2 separate regions of the Ovis aries genome follow, and region 1 is linked to region 2. Evidence: chromatin contacts called from public Hi-C data. All regions are on one chromosome and are shown on one strand. The core of a region is the stretch at or near the end of the contact, and the rest is flanking DNA. Distances in the headings are between cores, read along the strand shown.

What was found. Hi-C and Micro-C count contacts between places; a contact is called where the count stands out from the background.
Region 1: a contact with region 2 is called in a Hi-C map of hypothalamus, with 3 times the contacts expected there. The contact joins two enhancer-like sites. A contact is called at or near these places in 6 of 16 Hi-C or Micro-C datasets (hypothalamus, liver, mixed tissues and 2 more).

The regions. Positions count from the first base shown.
Region 1 is chr18:30,014,850-30,018,375 of ARS-UI_Ramb_v3.0, reverse strand. PEAK1 (pseudopodium enriched atypical kinase 1) reads left to right here. Exons shown (of 9, transcript XM_060401726.1): 9 at 1-778. Among named protein-coding and RNA genes, the nearest start is that of TSPAN3, 35 kb to the right of the region's middle. Within about 2 kb of position 1,310, at least 10 of the 54 cell types and tissues checked have an H3K27ac peak or open chromatin away from gene starts, as enhancers often do. A contact at or near this core is called in hypothalamus, where this site is marked.
Region 2 is chr18:29,922,019-29,925,534 of ARS-UI_Ramb_v3.0, reverse strand. All of the region lies in intron 1 of PSTPIP1 (proline-serine-threonine phosphatase interacting protein 1), which reads right to left. Among named protein-coding and RNA genes, the nearest start is that of PSTPIP1, 31 kb to the right of the region's middle. Within about 2 kb of position 1,459, at least 5 of the 54 cell types and tissues checked have an H3K27ac peak or open chromatin away from gene starts, as enhancers often do. A contact at or near this core is called in hypothalamus, where this site is marked.

The DNA.
Region 1 (3,526 bases), core at 61-2,560, 93 kb before region 2:
TGCAGAAGCTTTTCCCCTTTTCCCCGGGCGGGCTGCAGGGACTTGCATCCGGGACATCCCGTCAGGTGTTTCCCACGCCGCAGCATTTATTCCAGCTTCTCACTTTTCCCCATCTGTTTGCCTCCACTTTTATTTTTTAAATCAAGAAAGTTTCAGGGAATCAAAAGAGGTCGGACATTTTTTAACCTAGCAGAAGTACAGAGTCATATATTTTGCTACAAATATTATATTATGGAAAATCCACTTTGCCCGTGTAGTGTGTGGAAAGTGTGTGTGTCCGCGCTCCCGATAACTTGAATGTTGAACCAGCCCTATGGCTTCAGGGTAGCATTTTTGAAAGATAAACCACACTGCTTCAGGAAATTTGCTCCAAATAACTACTTGGTTATCCCTTCCCTTAGCAGTTTTAAAAGGTGTTACATGCGAACACACCGGGATGGGATTTTTCTGTTGATAACGCCGGGCATTTTGGTATGAGATGAGGGCAGAAGCAAGATGTTGTCCTTTCAGTGGTTTGAATCATGGCAGTCCTCATTCCGCTCTCTTTCATTCCCCACTGGCTCTGCCCATGCTCGCTTTTTGAAAATCTTGTTTCTTTTGTTCTTTCCTGGAGCGTCACCTCTCTACTTAACATATTTTAGAGTTGTAGAAACCTACCAACAAAAGGTCCCCTCTGTCACCAGGTGGCGCCGCCCTTTGGTTTGCTGTGGTACTTTGCTGTGTTCTCTGTGGCATCATGTTACTGTGTAAATAAATTCATTTTCATATCCAGTAAAAACAGACAAGCTCTTGTCTTTTCAGCTTCTCTCCACACTGACGTGCCGCGGACATGGTTACATCTTAACTCGCAGGAGGTGTGCCTTCTCAGATGCTCCTCCCTGCTGACCTGGACTTGTTTTCAATTCATTCCCTCCCTGAACTGAGAAAACCAGCCATAGAAGGGCAAGTGAAGGCCTTCAGCTTTCCCCCAGAGCTCAGAGGGCTGCAGGTTTGCTGTGTGAGATCGCCCCCTAGTGACCAGTCACCATATAGAGGTCCTGTTAGTCGCCCAGTGGTGTCCGACTCTTCGGGACCTCGTGGGCTGCAGCAGCCCAGGCCTCTCTCTGTCCCTCACCATCTCCCGAAGTTTGCCCAAGTTCATGTCTATTGCATCGGTAATGCCATCCAGCTATCTCATCCTCTGACGCCCTGGGTTTGTTTAAAAGGTCCTGGGTTTATTTAAACGGTTTGGTTAGCTGGCTGAGGCTGAGCCTCTCAGTGGTCATCTCAGAGCTCTGCAGACAATATGAGCAGAGCAGGACCGTGTACAGCGTAACCTGCTGCAGAATTCACATCCTTTGCCTGTTCCTAAAGGTACACGGTCACACACTGGGTCCTCACAAAGGCAGACAAGCTAATGAGCAGATGCTTCCGTAGCAGACAGAGGAGGCCTCCTGGCTCAGGCAGGACGAGTCCACAGTGGGCAGAGGCAGTGACAGCTGCCACGTCATTGGAGTAGAATGGATGAAAGTGCAAACATGTAGACTCTGAATTTAGACCAGATTTTAGATTTCTTAACCCTTTACCGTGGACACTGTTTCCAGCCCAGTGTTTCTGCTTCTCTCCACCAGCAAGCATTCTAGAACTTTCAGACATAATATTTAAGGGATATTCCAGAAATGTGATTTCCAGACTCAAGTTATATATTGCTGAGGAGGAAAAACTGTACTGATGTGGGCCTCAGAGCTCCCTATGTTGCCTGGGCCTGGGAGGAAGGGTCAAGAGGATAAAGCTGAAAGACAACTCCCTGGGACATAGGCTCAGCTTCTGGACAGGAGCTCAGGGAACTTACCTTCCTTGTTGTGAACCGACTTCTGGAGGGAGAGAACCAAAGAAAGAGACAGTTGGAGCTGAGAGGTCTCAACATTATAGAGAGGGAACACAGTACGCTTGGGTGGCTGTCCAGTGCTCTGCTGGAGAGTGGCCAACTGGGGCCCCTGAAAGATACGGGCTTGGATGGTGAGGGTTCAGGGTTGCCCAAGTCAGGCTCCAAAGCGGGTGGAGCAAGGCCACAGATGGGATCCCTCTGACTTTTGGTATGACTGGAGAGAGATCCTGTTACCCCTTCAGCACCTTGCCCAGCATGGGATCCATTCCTAAGAATTCTGTCAGTGGGCCCTTAGGAAGACCACTCTTCCCTTTGAGTCTGGATTGTCCAGAGGTGATGGACCACTGACATTTGAGTGGGGCCTTTGGCTTCTCTGGTGGCTCAGATGGTAAAAAATCTGCCTGCAATGCAGGAGACCCAGGTTCAATCACCTAGGTAGGGAAGATCCCCTGGAGGAGGGCATGGCAACCCACTCCACTGTTCTTGCATGGAGAATCCCATGGACAGAGGAGCCTGGTGGGCTACAGTCCATGGGGTCACAAAGAATCAGATACAAATGAGTGACTAACACTTTAACTTTTCTTTGGCTTCCACGTGCCTGGGAGCTGACTTCTTTCAACCCAGGTCACAAAGAATCTTGAGTTCTTTCCTACCTGGGATTTACTGGTACGAGAAGCTCTCTGGGTGCCTGGCACAGGGTGTGCACTCTGTGAGCTCTCTGCTCTTCTCCAAGACTCAGCTAATTATGCATCCTTGTAAGAGAGCCCATGCTCTACAAGGGAAGGGACTTCATTAGTGCCTCAGGAGCCAAGGGCTGCAGTTGGCAGCTCACAGCTGAAACTTAAAAACTGGATTGCATACAGGGCGGAGGGGGAGGGATCTTGGTTGCCAAGATCCAGTTCTCTCAAATGTGCAAACCTCTGAGTGGAAACAGGCTGCCTGGACACAACTCCTGACCTCCTGGAGATGTTAGGTAACTCTCTCTCCACGCACACATATCCCAGCTAACTGCTCGCTTACCCTCTGAAGGTACGAGGAAGCAACCGAAAGGCTGAGCATTACTGGTCACCAGTCCCAGCTGGAGAATCTAAGCAGGGCTCCTGGGTGCTGGAGAATGTGCTTGGTGAGGGGAACCTAGGGTCCCAGGAATAGAGGGGCGCCGAATCTCTGTCAGGGGGCCGCAGAGCTCTTGCTCCCTGGAGCAATCACCTCACACTTGGGCTGGAGTCCTGGAACCAGGGGTCGGAAGTTGGGCAGAGTGAAAACCTGCAAGCCTGTGGCTCGCCATCTGTTCCTCCTCTCCCCACAAGTGCCTCTTCTCCCTGCAGCGCACTCCACCGCACACCCAGGGGCACACCCGAAACCACCCCAGTCCCGCTGCCCCGGCCTTCCCTGCCCAAGCCACTCACCCCCCCTGATGCCGAGGACAGAGCCCACTGTGTGTCAGGCTCTGCAGGCCTCCCTGCTCAGGCTTGGAGCAGCCCAGCTTCCCCCACTGACTCTTCTTTCTCCTCAAACTCCTGACCCTGCGCCTTTCCCACGCACTCTGGGCAACTGGCCTGGGTGCTGTTCAGAGAGCCCTGGACTAGTGCCAGTGGGAGCAAGCTTCATTCCACTGCCATCCAAGGAGATGGCGCCATTTTGCCCATTTCAGAATTT
Region 2 (3,516 bases), core at 210-2,709:
CCCAACCCACCTGCTCTCCCGCAGAGGCCTCTCTGAGGGGCGAGCTCCCCCTCCTGGCAGAGGAGGGAGGTGGCTCGGAATCCGAGGTGAGGAACCTGGCTAGAGCTTCCTGCCCTTGACTCCCATGTACATTAGAAGCAGACCCTGGAGCCAGATGCCTGGGTTCATTCCAAGCTGCGCCACACAGTCTCTGTATGATCTTAGACAAATGACCTAGCCTCTCTATGTCTCAATTTTCCCATCTGTAAAATGGGGATAATGATATCACAAGCAAAATGGTTGTGAGGATTAAACGAATTAATACGTATAAAGGTCTCTTAAGACCTGGTGCAAAGTAGATGCTTTGCAAGGGTTGCTGTCATTATGCCACCCTCCTCTGAGCCCACATCTGCACACCCTGACCAGTCCTGGGGGTCCCCCAGGCCCCTGAACCTGATCTGAGCTGTACCTCCCAAATGCCCCACCTAAGAGCTTACCACATGCACCCCCCGTCTTATCAGAAATGCCCACTGAATTCGCCTTCGGGTTGGAGGCCTCCCCCTGAAGCAGCTCCCATAGAGTGGGCTCCCCTCCTATCACCCCCTACATCCCTGTGGGCTGATGGGCGCCGAGTCTCCAAGTGCGCAGAGACGGTGTGCGGGGGCTGCAGACTGGCTCTGAAGCAAGGTTTGTCTGCTCTCAAGGGTAAAATTCTCTGCCCCTGACCATGGCCCCTTACCCAAGGAGGCAAAAATACGCTACCGCTCCTTGCTCACCAGGCCACCCGAGGAGCCAGAGCCAGTGAGGCTGATGGTGGCTCAGAGGGTAAAGAATCTGCCTGCAATTCAGGAGACCTGGGCTCGATCCCTGGGTCAGGAAGATACCCTGGAGAAGGGAATGGCAACTCACTCCAGTATTCTTGCCTGGAGAATTCCATGGACAGAAGAGCCTGACAGGTCCATGGGTTCACAAAGAGTCAGACATGGCTGAGCGACACGCACACGCGCGCACACACACACACACACACACACACACACACACGCCAAACCTTGCCAGGTGAGGCGTCCTGTCACTGGCTGCATCCCTGTGCAGAGCAGCGTGCCTGCCCCCTGGTGGCCATATGACCACATGACACCCAGCGATACAGCTCTGCCCACCCCCGCCTGCGTGCCTGTGAGCGCGCGTGCTATGTCGCTTCAGTCGTGTATGACTCTTTCCAACGCTATGGACTGTAGCCCGCCAGTCTCCTCTGTCCACGGGATTCTCCAAGCAAGAATCCTGGACTGGATTGCCATGCCCTCCTCCAGGGGGTCTTCCTGGATCAAATGACGACTCACTTCCTGGATCAAACCCGCGTTCTGTTTTGTCTCCTGCGTCAACAGGCAAGTTCTTTACCACTAGCAAGCACCACGTGTGCTGAAGACTCCACCGACTCCACCCGCCAGAACCTCCTCACCGTCCTTGCAAGGCAGGCTTCATAAGGGGCTCCCTCCTCCCACGGGGACTCAGGAAACTGACCAGCAGCAGCAGCAGCAGCAGCACCTGGCAGTCCTCAGAAGCACAGCTTCTCCCGCTCCACTGCTGTCCTCCGGGAGCCGAAGCTCAGAGGCAGGGCCCAGCGCACTGTTTCAACAAGCTTCCAGGTGCTGCTGATGTGCATTCCAATGCTGGCCTCATTACTTAACGCTGGCAACTCTGCCAGGCAGGGAGGGCACCATCATTAGCCCCATTTCACAGATGAGAAAAACAAAGGTCAGAGAGGTGAAGAAACTGACAGTGGCTACACAGCTGGCAAGTGGTGACGCTTTCTGCTTCTCACCAGAGGAAGGTGGGGTGGTGGCATGGTCACCCCACTTGCCTTGGTAGGGGGTGGAGAGGTCAGGACTCTGCCAGAACCGACACTTTGCCAGCGGTTACACTTCCTTCTCACACATGCATCTTCTGCCTCAATCGACCCATTTACAGTTAGAGCCGCTCTAGGCCCAGCACGGCCAACTCTATACACCCTGTCCCTCACCCACAACATGACTACATCCTGCCCAGACCCCTCCCAGAGGCCAGGGCCTGCAGCCTACTGGTCCTCACCTCCCTTTGGACCTCACATCCCACAGACACCTCAGAGTGTCCGAAACCGGGCTCTTCACCCTACAAACCTGCTCCTCCTCCAGAGCTCCCTTCTCAGCAAAGGCACCACCACCTACCAGGTTATGCACACCCCTCCCTCCATCACCTTCTTTTATGCACCTCCCCAGTCTACCCATCCACCTCTCACTGCCACCACCCTAGGCCCTGCCCTGTCACCTCCATCCCTCCTGCTTCACTTCTCGTCTCTTATTCTGGTTCTTTGCCCACAGTCATTTGGCCACTCACCAGTTCCTCTTATATACCATGTTCCCCCTGCACCAGGGCCTCTGCACATGCTGATCCCCTGTGTGCAGCATCTTTGCCTGGCTCTCCCTTCTGTCTCTTCTGAGCACTTGTTCCTATTGTCATCTTAGGTTGATACATTGTCTATCACTGCACTGAAATAAGAGCCTGCTGAACAGGAGTAATGCTTGGCTCTCCTCCTCATTGTCCCCAGGATCATAGCCCAATGCATTAAACTCAATACTCAATAAACCCCAAGGCCTTTCTCAACTCCAGACCACTCAGGGAAATCATCACCAAGATTTCCCAGAGACTTTCGAACTGTGGTGCTGAAGAAGACTCTTGAGAGTCCATTGGACTGCAAGGAAATCAACCCTGAATATTCATTGGAAGGACTGATGCCGAAGCTCCAACACTTTGGCCACCTGATGCAGAGAGGCAGCTCATTAGAAAAGGCCCTAAAGCTGGGAAAGATTGAGGGCAGGAGGAGAAGGGGACGACAGAGGATGAGATAGCTGGATGGCATCACTGATGCAGTGGACATGAGTTTGAACAAACTCCGCAAGATGGTGAAGGACAGGGAGGCCTGGCATGCTGCAGTCCACGGGCTCACAAAGAGCCGAACAGACTGAGTGGCTGAACAGCAACAACGGCTCTGCTGGGTCTCCACCACGTTCAAGGACGGAAGCCCCGAGCAGGCCTCTGCCTCTGTTGTCAGCCCCGTGTCCTCCTATGTAACTCATCCCATCACCCTTTTCAACCTGGCTCTCAGGACACTCAGCCCAGAATTCTGCTTCAGACAGTTTGCATTCCCAGCGAAAGTGTCTCCTGTACTACCGTGTGGCCCACACAATCTCACTGCCCCTGCTTTGCCATCCTCACTCCTGCCCCCTGCCAGCCACGAGGCTCCTGCCTCCCCGCTCCCAGGAGAGGGCTCCTCTCACTGCCCCACTCCCCTGCTGGAGGCTAGGCCCGAGTGAGCTGGCCTCCTTAGAGGAAGAGCAGCCCTGGTAAGAACAGGGCCCCCTCTCTCACTGCAGTATCTTCAGTGACACCTTCATTCTCTGAGTTCAGAGGAAGAGAGATGATGAAAAAAACAAACCTTTCTGACAGGAAAGCAGTGTCTTAGGCTTGACATCTGGGGGTGAAGCAGGGACATGAGTGTTTAAG